Regions from separate parts of the Hordeum vulgare genome. Here region 2 is linked to region 1. The links are chromatin contacts, called in public Hi-C maps. All regions are on one chromosome and are shown on one strand. Each heading gives the region's core, a stretch centred on a gene start, on an enhancer-like site or on the middle of the called end of the contact. The rest is flanking DNA. Distances are from core to core; before and after follow the strand shown. Region 1 holds the start of LOC123400140 (LIM domain-containing protein WLIM1). Region 2 holds the start of LOC123397258.

The links. A called contact is a pair of places that touch in the nucleus more often than the background predicts.
Region 2: a contact with region 1 is called in a Hi-C map of leaf, with 4 times the contacts expected there. The contact joins the promoter of LOC123397258 here to the promoter of LOC123400140 in region 1. A contact is called at or near these places in 5 of 6 Hi-C or Micro-C datasets (leaf, seedling and an unstated tissue) and 1 of 1 datasets of contacts at active chromatin or transcription factors (embryo).

What each region holds. Positions count from the first base shown.
Region 1 is chr5H:147,836,575-147,841,990 of MorexV3_pseudomolecules_assembly, reverse strand. It overlaps LOC123400140 (LIM domain-containing protein WLIM1), which reads left to right and starts at 2,566. Exons shown (of 5, transcript XM_045094559.1): 1 at 2,566-2,908; 2 at 3,023-3,119; 3 at 3,200-3,243; 4 at 3,602-3,685; 5 at 3,950-4,409. The coding sequence starts at 2,768. The coding sequence ends at 4,174.
Region 2 is chr5H:148,249,089-148,254,436 of MorexV3_pseudomolecules_assembly, reverse strand. LOC123397258 reads right to left here and starts at 1,339. Exons shown (of 1, transcript XM_045091880.1): 1 at 470-1,339. The coding sequence starts at 1,173. The coding sequence ends at 514.

The sequences.
Region 1 (5,416 bases), core at 1,317-3,816:
TTGTTGCATCTTGTGGTGCTGTTGTTCATTGGGTGATATTCTTATGTTGGGTAGCACCGGGATCGGAGAGCGAGTACGTGGATCCGGGAGAGTACGTGCAGGACGAACAAGAACAGTTCCAAGCTGAGGACATCACAGGCAAGATGATATGACCTTGATTCCATCTCTAGACTTGTTATGCTAGATTCACGTTTCTTCGTCATATGCTCGCTGCATACCATTGAAATAATTGCCTCCTGATATTGCCATAAAACCCAAACACTTTCCCCTCCTAGCAAATATTGAATGGCTAAGTAGGCTTGCTCAGCTAGTAATGTTAGCGTTGCTAGTTGCAGGTGAATTTGTCTCATGTAATAACATGAGCTTGATATCATTATGTTAAATCTGTTATTTAATTAATGCACCTATATACTTGGTAAATAACGAAAGGCCTAGCCTTTTTCCGGGTGTTTTGTTCCGTTATTGCCGCCTTAGTTTCCGGCTACCGGTGTTTGATTCCATAACTAATCGCTCCTAACACGTTCGGGGTTGTTATGGGGAACCCCTTGATAAATCGTGTAGTGTTAAGACTTGTCCGGCATGACCCAACATTGGTGTTAATTTTTTAATCACTTAATAATAATCTGCATAGGGAATAGCTACCCCGAGGAATTAATCAACAACCCGGGCCAGTGCTCCTCATGAGTGTTGGTCCAAACTAGAGCACTGTGCGGGGCCAACTCAGGGCAACTTGAGAGATTTCTATCAGGCCACTGTACGCGTCGCTCATCCGTCGTGTCCTGAGACTGAGATACGCGACTCTTATCGGGGTCGTCGACACGATGGGAGGTCCTGCTAGTCTTGTCTTACCTTAGCGATATATCTTGCGTATAGGAATCCCGATGAAGCTTTGGTTCTCCCCAGAGTTGAGCTTTTCCTCTAAGGAATCCGATGAGATTACGAGATTCGTGATAGAGGATTACTTTGCGGCCCGTGACCGTTTGTGATGGACTAGTTGGAGCACCCCTGCAGGGTTAATTCTTTCGGAAAGTCGTGCCCGCGGTTATGTGGCAACTTGGAATATTTGTTAACATCCGGTTATAGATAACTTGAACCTAATATAATAAAATTGCCAACTATGTGCGTAACCGTGACTGTCCCCTTCGAAGACCTCTCTTCGATCGGGAACACGGTGGGGTTATGATTGCCGTAAGTAGGTGTTCAGGATCACTTAGTGATCGGCTAATCATCGACCGCTAGAATAGACCACCTTCAATACTTGTTCTACGTAAGTTAGCCACCATAAATGCTTAGGATGCTGCAACCTATACACTGAACCTTCCTTACCTAATAACTTGACTAGTTTTGGCACCGAGGTCATAGATTGCTAAGTCCCCGTGGCTCACAGATTACTTCAACACACCAACAGGTACAGGTACGCCCGACACAGGTGATCTCGACGGCACGGAGCTGGCGTGGCAGTACAATGAGGAGAACGACCGCTTGTACGTGACCTATTCAGAAGACTGAGGCGTGGTCGTGATCGTGGGCAAGCATGCAGGGTAGCATAGCCTTTTCTCATGTTATGTAGTCCGTAGCGGAACTACCTTGTTTGAATAAATGCGGGATGTAAACTCTGAGATTATTTATGAGATGGCAGATGAATCCCTATTTGTCATTCTATTATTATGTATGTGCTATGTTATCGTGCTTGCGAGACGCTTAGATGCGCTTCTTTCCATTTTAGGGCCTCGTTCCCTAAATCGAAAAGGACCGCATCTTAGTCGTTACAGATTACTACTCTTAACAAGAGAGAGAAAGCAAACCAATCTATGGTTGGATGGTTAAAAAATGTTCAACTCATGAGGGTTTAAGTTCTGATGGTTGCATTATTTTTGAATTTATTTTAGATTTTCGGCGATATGTTTTCAATGGAAGAAGTTTTCGTCGACGACGAGGCCCTACGACGACTTCGTAAATTTTAAGATGATATGTCGGTTTAATCTTTCAAAGGTGTTTATATGGATAAAGTATGCGTGTGTGCGTTTATAGGGATAAGTATATGCGCATGTATATAAATGCTTGCGTCTGGACTATGTTAAAAAAAAGAGAGAGAGGGAGAGTGAGAGAACATGTCAAGAATAAAAAATATTGTGGCCTTTTAGCTCCCTCAAATCCCCAGGAATGATAATCAGCTGGCATTTACCTTCCACCACAACTGCATTCTCACTTCTCCTCACTGGAAGGAGTAATGCTACACCTACAAAGGCTTACGTAAAGATTTTACGTACAAACTGATGTGTAAGATTGTGATTGGTAATTAAGGGATGAGGGGCCCCATCCCCATTGAAAATCAGAGGAGGAGAGAAGAGTTAGTTTGAAAGGTTAAGTAAACCTTTGTAAGTTTTTGTAGGTATAGGCACTGGAAGTTGGAAGTGGACGACTCTCCTGTCGCAGCCAACGTCATCACCAGTCAGCACGTGGATTTTGCTTAGCCCCTCCGCAAATTCCCGCAACCACCTCCACCTTTTTTCGTTTCCTTGAGTCGCTACAATTCCCACTTGACTACTCTACTCCGCTCCTCGTTCTGGCGCTGCCACCCCCGACATTATTCCCTGTCTCGCCCAAGCTGTCCTGCCCTGCAATAGCCACCACCAACCGCGCCACGCCATTTACCACCATATAATCATCACTCACCCCAAGGCTAAGGCTTGTCGGGAGCGAGGTACTCACCATCACCATCAACCGTCTATCGGAGCAGCAGCTTGCAGATCGAGAGGGGGAGGCAATGGCGACCTCGTTCCAGGGGACGACGACCAAGTGCAACGCCTGCGACAAGACGGTGTACCTCGTCGACAAGCTCACCGCCGACAACCGGGTCTACCACAAGGCCTGCTTCAGGTGCCACCACTGCAAGGGCACCCTCAAGGTACTACTGCTGCTTCCCCTTCCCCCTCACTCCTCCTGCCTCATATCTTCGGTTTCAGATATCGGTTCTTGTTCAACCTGTGCAACAAACAAAATTTATGCTTCTGTCACGCAGCTCGCGAATTACAACTCGTTCGAAGGGGTGCTCTACTGCAGGCCTCACTTTGACCAGCTCTTCAAGAGGACTGGGAGCCTCGACAAGAGCTTCGAAGGTACGGACTACCACTAGCACATGTCGTCTCTGCATTCCTTTGCAATTCTTTCAGAAAGTAATGGGGAAATGTTGATTCAGGGACTCCAAAGGTTGTCAAGCCAGAAAGGAATGTTGGGAATGAGGTATCCACTAATCCCCTCTTAACATTTTTCTATTCTTTGCGGAGCGTAGTAGATCATTACTACTTATTTTGTTTCTCCAAAGATGATCCAAAACACACACACCCAAGATGGTCCAAAACATACATAGATTTTCTTTTCTTTTCCAACCATGCAAAAGAGCTCCATGTATTCATTAACAAGAAAGAGAGTGCAAAGCCGGATCCCAACAGATAGGGAACTTAGTTCAATAGAAATGTATGACGTTTTGCAAACTGATAAGGAGAATATTGACAAAATCGTGCAGCTAATCGGCATTATTGATCCTTTGTTCTTTGTGGGCTACATTTGGTGATGCTTATCATGGATGTTTTCTTGGCAGAATGCTATTAAAGTCTCGAGCGCATTTGCTGGCACCAGAGAGAAATGTTTTGGATGCAGCAAGACAGTCTATCCAATTGAGAGGGTACTATTATTTTCTTCTACTCTTATGTCTCAATTAAGTATCTGCATTATTATCTTCTGGACGTACTACTTTTTAGCTGGAGTTTCCTTTACTTAACAATATGTTGCTGGATTCATATTCATCTGCTGCATTTCCAAGTTGGGCATTCAATTAGTCATCATCTTTTTTTATGATAAGAAAAGGCGACGCGGACGTATTGTTCATACCTCTTTGGTTTCCATACATAACAGTGCTCTGATCATGACACCCGCACCAACTCTGCAGGTTACTGTCAATAACACCATGTACCACAAGAGCTGCTTCAAATGCTGCCATGGAGGGTGCACCATCAGCCCTTCGAATTACATCGCCCACGAGGGCAAGCTCTTCTGCAAGCACCACCACACCCAGCTGATCAAAGAGAAGGGAAATTTCAGCCAGCTCGAGAACGATCACGACAAGACGTCACAAAGTGCCGGGTCAGTGGATGATGAAGACTCGGAGTATTAGTCCTTGAGGATATCCAGAGATGAATAACGAGCCCTTCTGCATTTGCACCAGAGCAGTATATCTTTCTGCTGCGTGCTTCTTTTGAGTTTTTCCAATCGAGATCAAGTGCATTTCCAAAGACAATTATGTTATTGCCTTGTCGCATGTAAACCTTGTTATATCTGAGTTGAAATATCTCTACCTGGTTCGAAGACGTCTAATGCGCATACAAGCAAGAGAACTGTAAGTTGATTTATCATCTGGCTGGCTGCGTTTGGATTCAATGTATTGTAATACAGAGGTGTCAGATTTACACCCGTATTATACTGGTCAACACTGATTTCTAGTGGAAAATGAAACCGACGGGCGGAGGCCTGTAATTTTTACAGGTGTATTCTACCAAAATACGCTATTCCAAACAGGGCCTAAAGAATACTTCCTCTGTAGACAAATGTAGGACGTTTTAGGTCACTTGAGGGAGTAGGTAATAGGAGCAAAACATTTTTACGTCTAAAAGAAGAAAACTCTGAACAACTTTAAGCTTTCCACAGAAAAGAAATGAGCTGGTACCCCAAAAAAGAACTGGCACAAATCTGGAGGCCAATTAATTAATCAGTACTGAGAGGGACATTACAACAAGATGTACAAATGATATTATTATTTTATGCATCGATGATAGAACAAAGCTTTCTAGCAAGTTTGAAGCAAGCAATGATAGATAATAGTGTTGGGGATACAGTACTGAAGAAGTATTATATTATGCTTAATTAACTGACAAAGGAGGCATCCAAAGATACAAATATATTACAATGTAGGGTGTCGCATCATTAGTATGGAAACATCTTAAGATATCACCGGCAAACCATTTATAACACAGGATATTAAAAAATGCATTCACTCAGAAAGACTTAAATGCCCACAACAGGATTTGTGCTCTTTCTGTTTCATTGTTTCTGTTCGTTAGCCCAAGAGGATGGATAAAATTAGTTCAGATACATAAATCAAACAGGGCCTTTTCAAACTAGTTCAAATTTATTTGCCAGCTGAACTCAGAACGCCGCAAAATCATGAGACGACCAACCTGTCCCTGGAAAGAAAACTAGGATCACTTGCCAGCTGAAATTTAGGCCTCGATCGGTAATCCACCAGCTCCTCAAAATTCGAGAATCTACAAAGCACCCGTGCAGCCGCTTCACTAATTTTAACTACAGCTCCGTCCGCTCCGGAAGGAGAGCCACGGAGCCGAGGGACTCTGGACCGGGC
Region 2 (5,348 bases), core at 90-2,589, 410 kb before region 1:
TAAAAAAGTTGCATACACGTCACTTAAATATTTGCTATAACCGATTTTTGACTTTTGTTACCACGTATCATCAGCTTCGTTTTTTTGCTACGATCACGTAGATATTTTTTTGCTACAATTTTTTTTTGCAACAGTTGAAAAAATTGATACATCGCATCAAAATTTTGTTGCATAGGAGAAAAAATGTTGCATGCGGATCCAACGGTGCGGACGTGCGGGGGTTGGTGGATCCTGCGGCCCACGCGCGACCGGCCGAAAGTTTGGGCCTGCGCGCCGGAGCAGATCACTTCCATATATTTTTTATAATATATGTTTATCATTAAGTTGGTCAAATTAATGACCTAGCTAGGTACACGTAGCGGACTTATAAAGTGAGATGGAGGGAGTAGATTTTTTTGTAACTTTAAATTTTTGATTTGTCGTGGTTTTCACCGAACGCTGATTTTAATGTGATATTCTCCCATAGAAAAAATGATGTGCAAAACTCATCCATTCGACAAAAATTCATACAGTTCACCCACTGGCGACCTCTCCATGATACAGTGTACTACCGGCTTGTGGTCGGACTACTCTAACGCTGCCACGGCAGGAGCCGCCCCGCCGCCGGTCAGATGCATGCTCATGCGCGCCGCAGCCGCCGCACAACCAGGCCGCGCAGGTGCAGCAACAGATGGCCGGCGACGTCCCAAGCGCTACTACGCACGCCAGGACGAGCACAAGCGCCACTGCGAGCGCCCAGCTCGGCCAACGACGGCCGCCGCCGGCGGCTTCCCCGGTTGCTATTGGTCTCCCCAACTCAAGAAGAGGACCATCGGCACGCCCGGCTGCATCGACGCCGCCTCCCTGCCACCGCAGTGTCGCGCGCTGGTCGTCGCCCATGCCAGCCACACTGCGCTTCGTCGATGCTCCGCCGGTGCGCTCGTTGTTGCCGGATCCTCCGCGGCTAGTGCGGTGTCCGGTGACGAGGATCTGAAGGAGCCCTTCCTTGTCCCTCGCCTTGGCCGCCAGCCTGAGCTCCCGCAGCGCGGCGGAGAGTCTGGACCTCTTGCTCCTCTTCTTCTTCATGGCGTCGCTCCGGCACAGCGACGGCTTCGGGGAGCTGTCGACTCGCCGGAGAGCTCTACCGCCGCAGCTGCCACCGATCATTATAGAAGACCCGTGGAGCAGATGCATGGATCGCTGATGTCAGTGTACAACGCAACCACCGGCTCGCGCTAGCTAGCTTGCGTCCCGTGCAGCTCCGATCGATCGACGCGGCTGTTGAGTGTCGCCGATGCTAGCTGGACGATCGAGCTCGTCTCTGCTTGTCTGCAGCTACATGCATCTTGTGTTATTTATACCAGCAAGCAAAGTAGGGCTTAGATCTGGTGGGGGACAGGAGTGGCATGAGTCACAAGAGAACGCGTGAGAGAGCAGAGTACGGCGCATCGTGCATGGCCGTGCGCAGCTCAACGTTTCCGTGTGGCGCTGGCGCGAAGCTTCCGGGCGTAAACTGTGGTGTTAACAGGTGTGGACGGACATGATGCACGTGTCGGATCAGTTGTGACTCCCTGTGCCTCGGGAGTTGCAGCTATCGCTTGACCGCCAGCGTTATACAGCTACTACTACCGTGGTCCGGATTATCAGTCCCATCGTATATTTTTATTTAAAATTTCCTTATGAATCTGACTAGTAAACTGTTAATCAATGTCATTATAAATTATATTGTTCAATTCATATTTAAATATTGTTTTTAAAGATATTTTTTAAAGCTATAATTTAGAAGATTAGATAACCAGAGCAACCTTATAGTCAAAATATCCCTGTAATGCACGATAACCCTATACTCTAAACCCTATAGTCAAAATATCCGTGTAATGCACGCATACGTGCTTTTAGGGTGTGGCCTAGTAGTGCGGTGGCAACTGAAAGTCATAGTCTGCTTGCGAGTTCATTTAAGCTTGTGATAAACAATAAAAATTTAAACTTTCATTTAGAAAAACTCTTACCTTCATCGGTTGATCCGTGCAATCTATTCGCCACCCGTTCGTCCGTTGATTTCGCCTCGACCTGACAGATGAAATCATGCCCGTGTCCACTGACCTAGCTGCGACCGTTTCCTGAAACTCGAGCATTATTTCACGAAACGGTCCTGAAGCTGGGGTTCCTCACCTCCGTCCCCTTCTCCTCCGCCCGTTCTCGGCGAGTCCCCATTGCCACGTGCCATGGAGTTGCTTAGCCGCTCACGACCGGTGCCCCACGCCGCCGGATCCGTGCCGTCCCGCTCTCCTTTGCTCGCCCCTACGCCCCAGATGCCGGCCGGCCCTTCCCTACGCCCCCGATGTCGGACGCTCGCCCCGATGCCGGCCGGCCCTTCGCCCCCCGCTACCAGCCGCTCCCGCCGCAGCCCCTCCGTCCCCAATGCGGCCGACCCTTCCCTCCCCCCCACCCCCGCGCCGCCAGCCGCTAGCCCCCGACGCTGGTCGGCCCTTCGCACACCGCTGCCAACCGCTCCTGCCGCAGCCCCTCCGCCCCCGATGCCGGCCGGCCCTCCACTCCCCCCACCCTCCCCCCATCCCCCGCGCCACCAGCCGCTCGCCCCCGATGTCGGTCGGCCCTCCCCCACCCCCACACCGCCAACCGCTCGCCCCCGACGCTCGTTGGCCCTCCGCACCACAAACGGTTGCAAAAATTTCTGCAACATGACCATTTATTGCAAAAGTTTTCTGCAACATGACCTGTGTCGCAAAAATTTCTCCGGCAACAACACGTGTGTTGCAGAAAGACGAAGAAAAAAAATCTGCAACAAAGCGATTGTTTTTGGAACTCGACCGTTGTTTTAGGAACTAATGGGTCCAAAGTTTATTTTTTCACAACAAAGCGATTGTTTCTGCAACTCGACCGTCGTTTCAGGAATTACTGGGTGCCCGCACGCGCGGATCTGATGGTTGTGCGCGTAGATCGGACGGTCATCCAGGTGGCGGATGTTTAGTGGATGCATAGCAGCCCCCTTAGTTTTAGTATTTGTGTTATTATTTTTCAACTGATGGAAAATGCTTGCCATTTTCATTGTTTAAGAAAAAGAGAATGGTTCGGTTAATTAATAGAAAACCATGCTAAAACCGATACAATCCAACCCAAATGACATGGGTACTACCGGCCAACCTCGCCATCGACATGGAACAGAGAGCTGCAAAGAAAAACATCTGCTGAGGAGTCGCAAGTGTCATCGTCATCACCGTTTGCCCCCGAACAGGGGACTCCGACTTCATCGTAGAGCTCCATCACCGAAGCCAACCTGCAAACAGCTGCATCATGGTGACACATCACCCATTTGGTCATCATCTCGTGGCATATGTTGTCTCACTAAATGGTCCACAAAGACCAAATATCCCTAGGAAAACTACTTAGCCAGACCGTACATGATTTATGTTTCAAATATTGGTAGCTAGCAGGATCATATGGACCAGGTCCCGGATCATCCGGACAAAGCCCGGATCATCCGTACAAAGTCCCAGATAATCCGGCTAAATGCCAACCATATACGAGAACACTTATAGCCTAGCCGGATCATCCGGACGAGGTCCCGGATCATCTGGCTAAGTGCCAACCCAATACTATACAACTTCTAGTGTAACTGGATCATCCGTACGGTCGTTCGGTCCATCCGGGCATCACCCGGATCATCCGGGCATGCTCCCGGATCATCCGGGCACCTCACAACACCACTTTCACGGCATTTCTTTCGTGATCCCAGATCATCTGGATGCTGGTCCAGATCATCCGGGCAGGTTAACTTCTAGGCAAACGTCTCTATCTGTTGGAAGTATATAAAGCCCCTTACCTCTTCGGGATTCACTAGACCACTACACTCAAATACACCCAAAGAACACAAGTGCTCCCTCTTTCCTGCCCCCCCCATGAAATCGTAGATCCCGAGTCGATCTTTGTGAGTTTGAGATAGTTGTTCCAATCAAAAGAAATATCCACTACTTCCTCTTCTTGTGACCAAAGCAAATCCTGATTTGAGAAAGTATTGAGCTTTTCCCTTTGGATCTTGTTACTCTTGGAGGTTGGAGACTCCTAGGCGGTAGGAGTACTCCGGCAAGGAACCGTTCATTGTGATTACCCCGGAAAGTTTGTGAGGGTTTGGAGACCACCCCAAGGTCTACCACTAGTGGTTGAGAAACGCCTTCGTGGTGTTGTCTCAAGGAGAGAATATGGTGAGCCTTCGTGGCATTGGTGTGCCTTCGTGGTAACATCCACCTCTCTAAATAGTGATGTAGCTTCCCTCCAAGGAAGTGAACATCGGCATACATCCTCGTCTCTCGGAGCTGTGGTTATTCCTAACCCTAACTCCCTACTCGTGGTTACTTGTCCTTGTGGACCTAGTTGTATTATTTGTGATTGCCTATCTAATTAATTGTTGCTTTATTTAGTACAGATAGCACAACCATCGCCTTAGCAATTGATGGGCTAATTTTCATATCCCGCAATATTGTCTAAAATTGCTAAGTATCAATTAAAATTTGTAATTGTACGTATTCACTCCGCCCCTCTAGGTCCATCTCGATCCTTTTCAATTAGTATCAGAGCCTCGTGCTCTAATCGTGTGGCTCAACCGCCCTAGAGCGAGATGGATAAGGATGAGAACCCTCTGATTACACTTCCTCTTGAGAGGGGGTCTTCATCTACGGATGAAAGGAGATCCTTCACTTCCAAGGATCTGGAACTAACCCGTGCTAAGCAGAAAGAGGAGTATGATGCTTCCATTGAGGCCTTGGTCAAAATGAGGTTTGATGCATTAGGTGCAAAAACTCCACCACTAGAGAACCCAATGGGTGTGATAAAACAACCAAATGCATATCTCCCAAATTTGGGCCAACAACCTCAAGTTGAAAACAACACCGATGTTCCATGACTATATGCAAAACCTAGAGTGGAGAAACCTAAGTATACTGGTGGGGGAAACCCTCCTTTACTTGATGACACTGCCGATTTTTCATTGTGGAGAGTTGGTATGCAGGATCATCTTAGGTTTGCGAACGATGTGATGTTGGAGATCTTGGAGAAAGGTTACAACCCCGTGAACCCCAATGATCTCACACCGGGTGAAGTATATGACAAGCACCTCAATGACACCGCGGTCATTCTCATAAGAAAGTGCATGTCTAACAAGCATAAAAGGCCCTACATTCACCTATCAAGTGCAAAAGAACTTTGGGATAGCATTGTAATGACCAAGAGGGGAACATCCTCTCTTTGTCTTGCACAATATTTATGCATGGAGAAAGGTGAGAAGCCCAAGAATCTTCTCGAGATTGATGACACTTGGTGCCGACATAGAATCATATGATTGTGACAAGAGC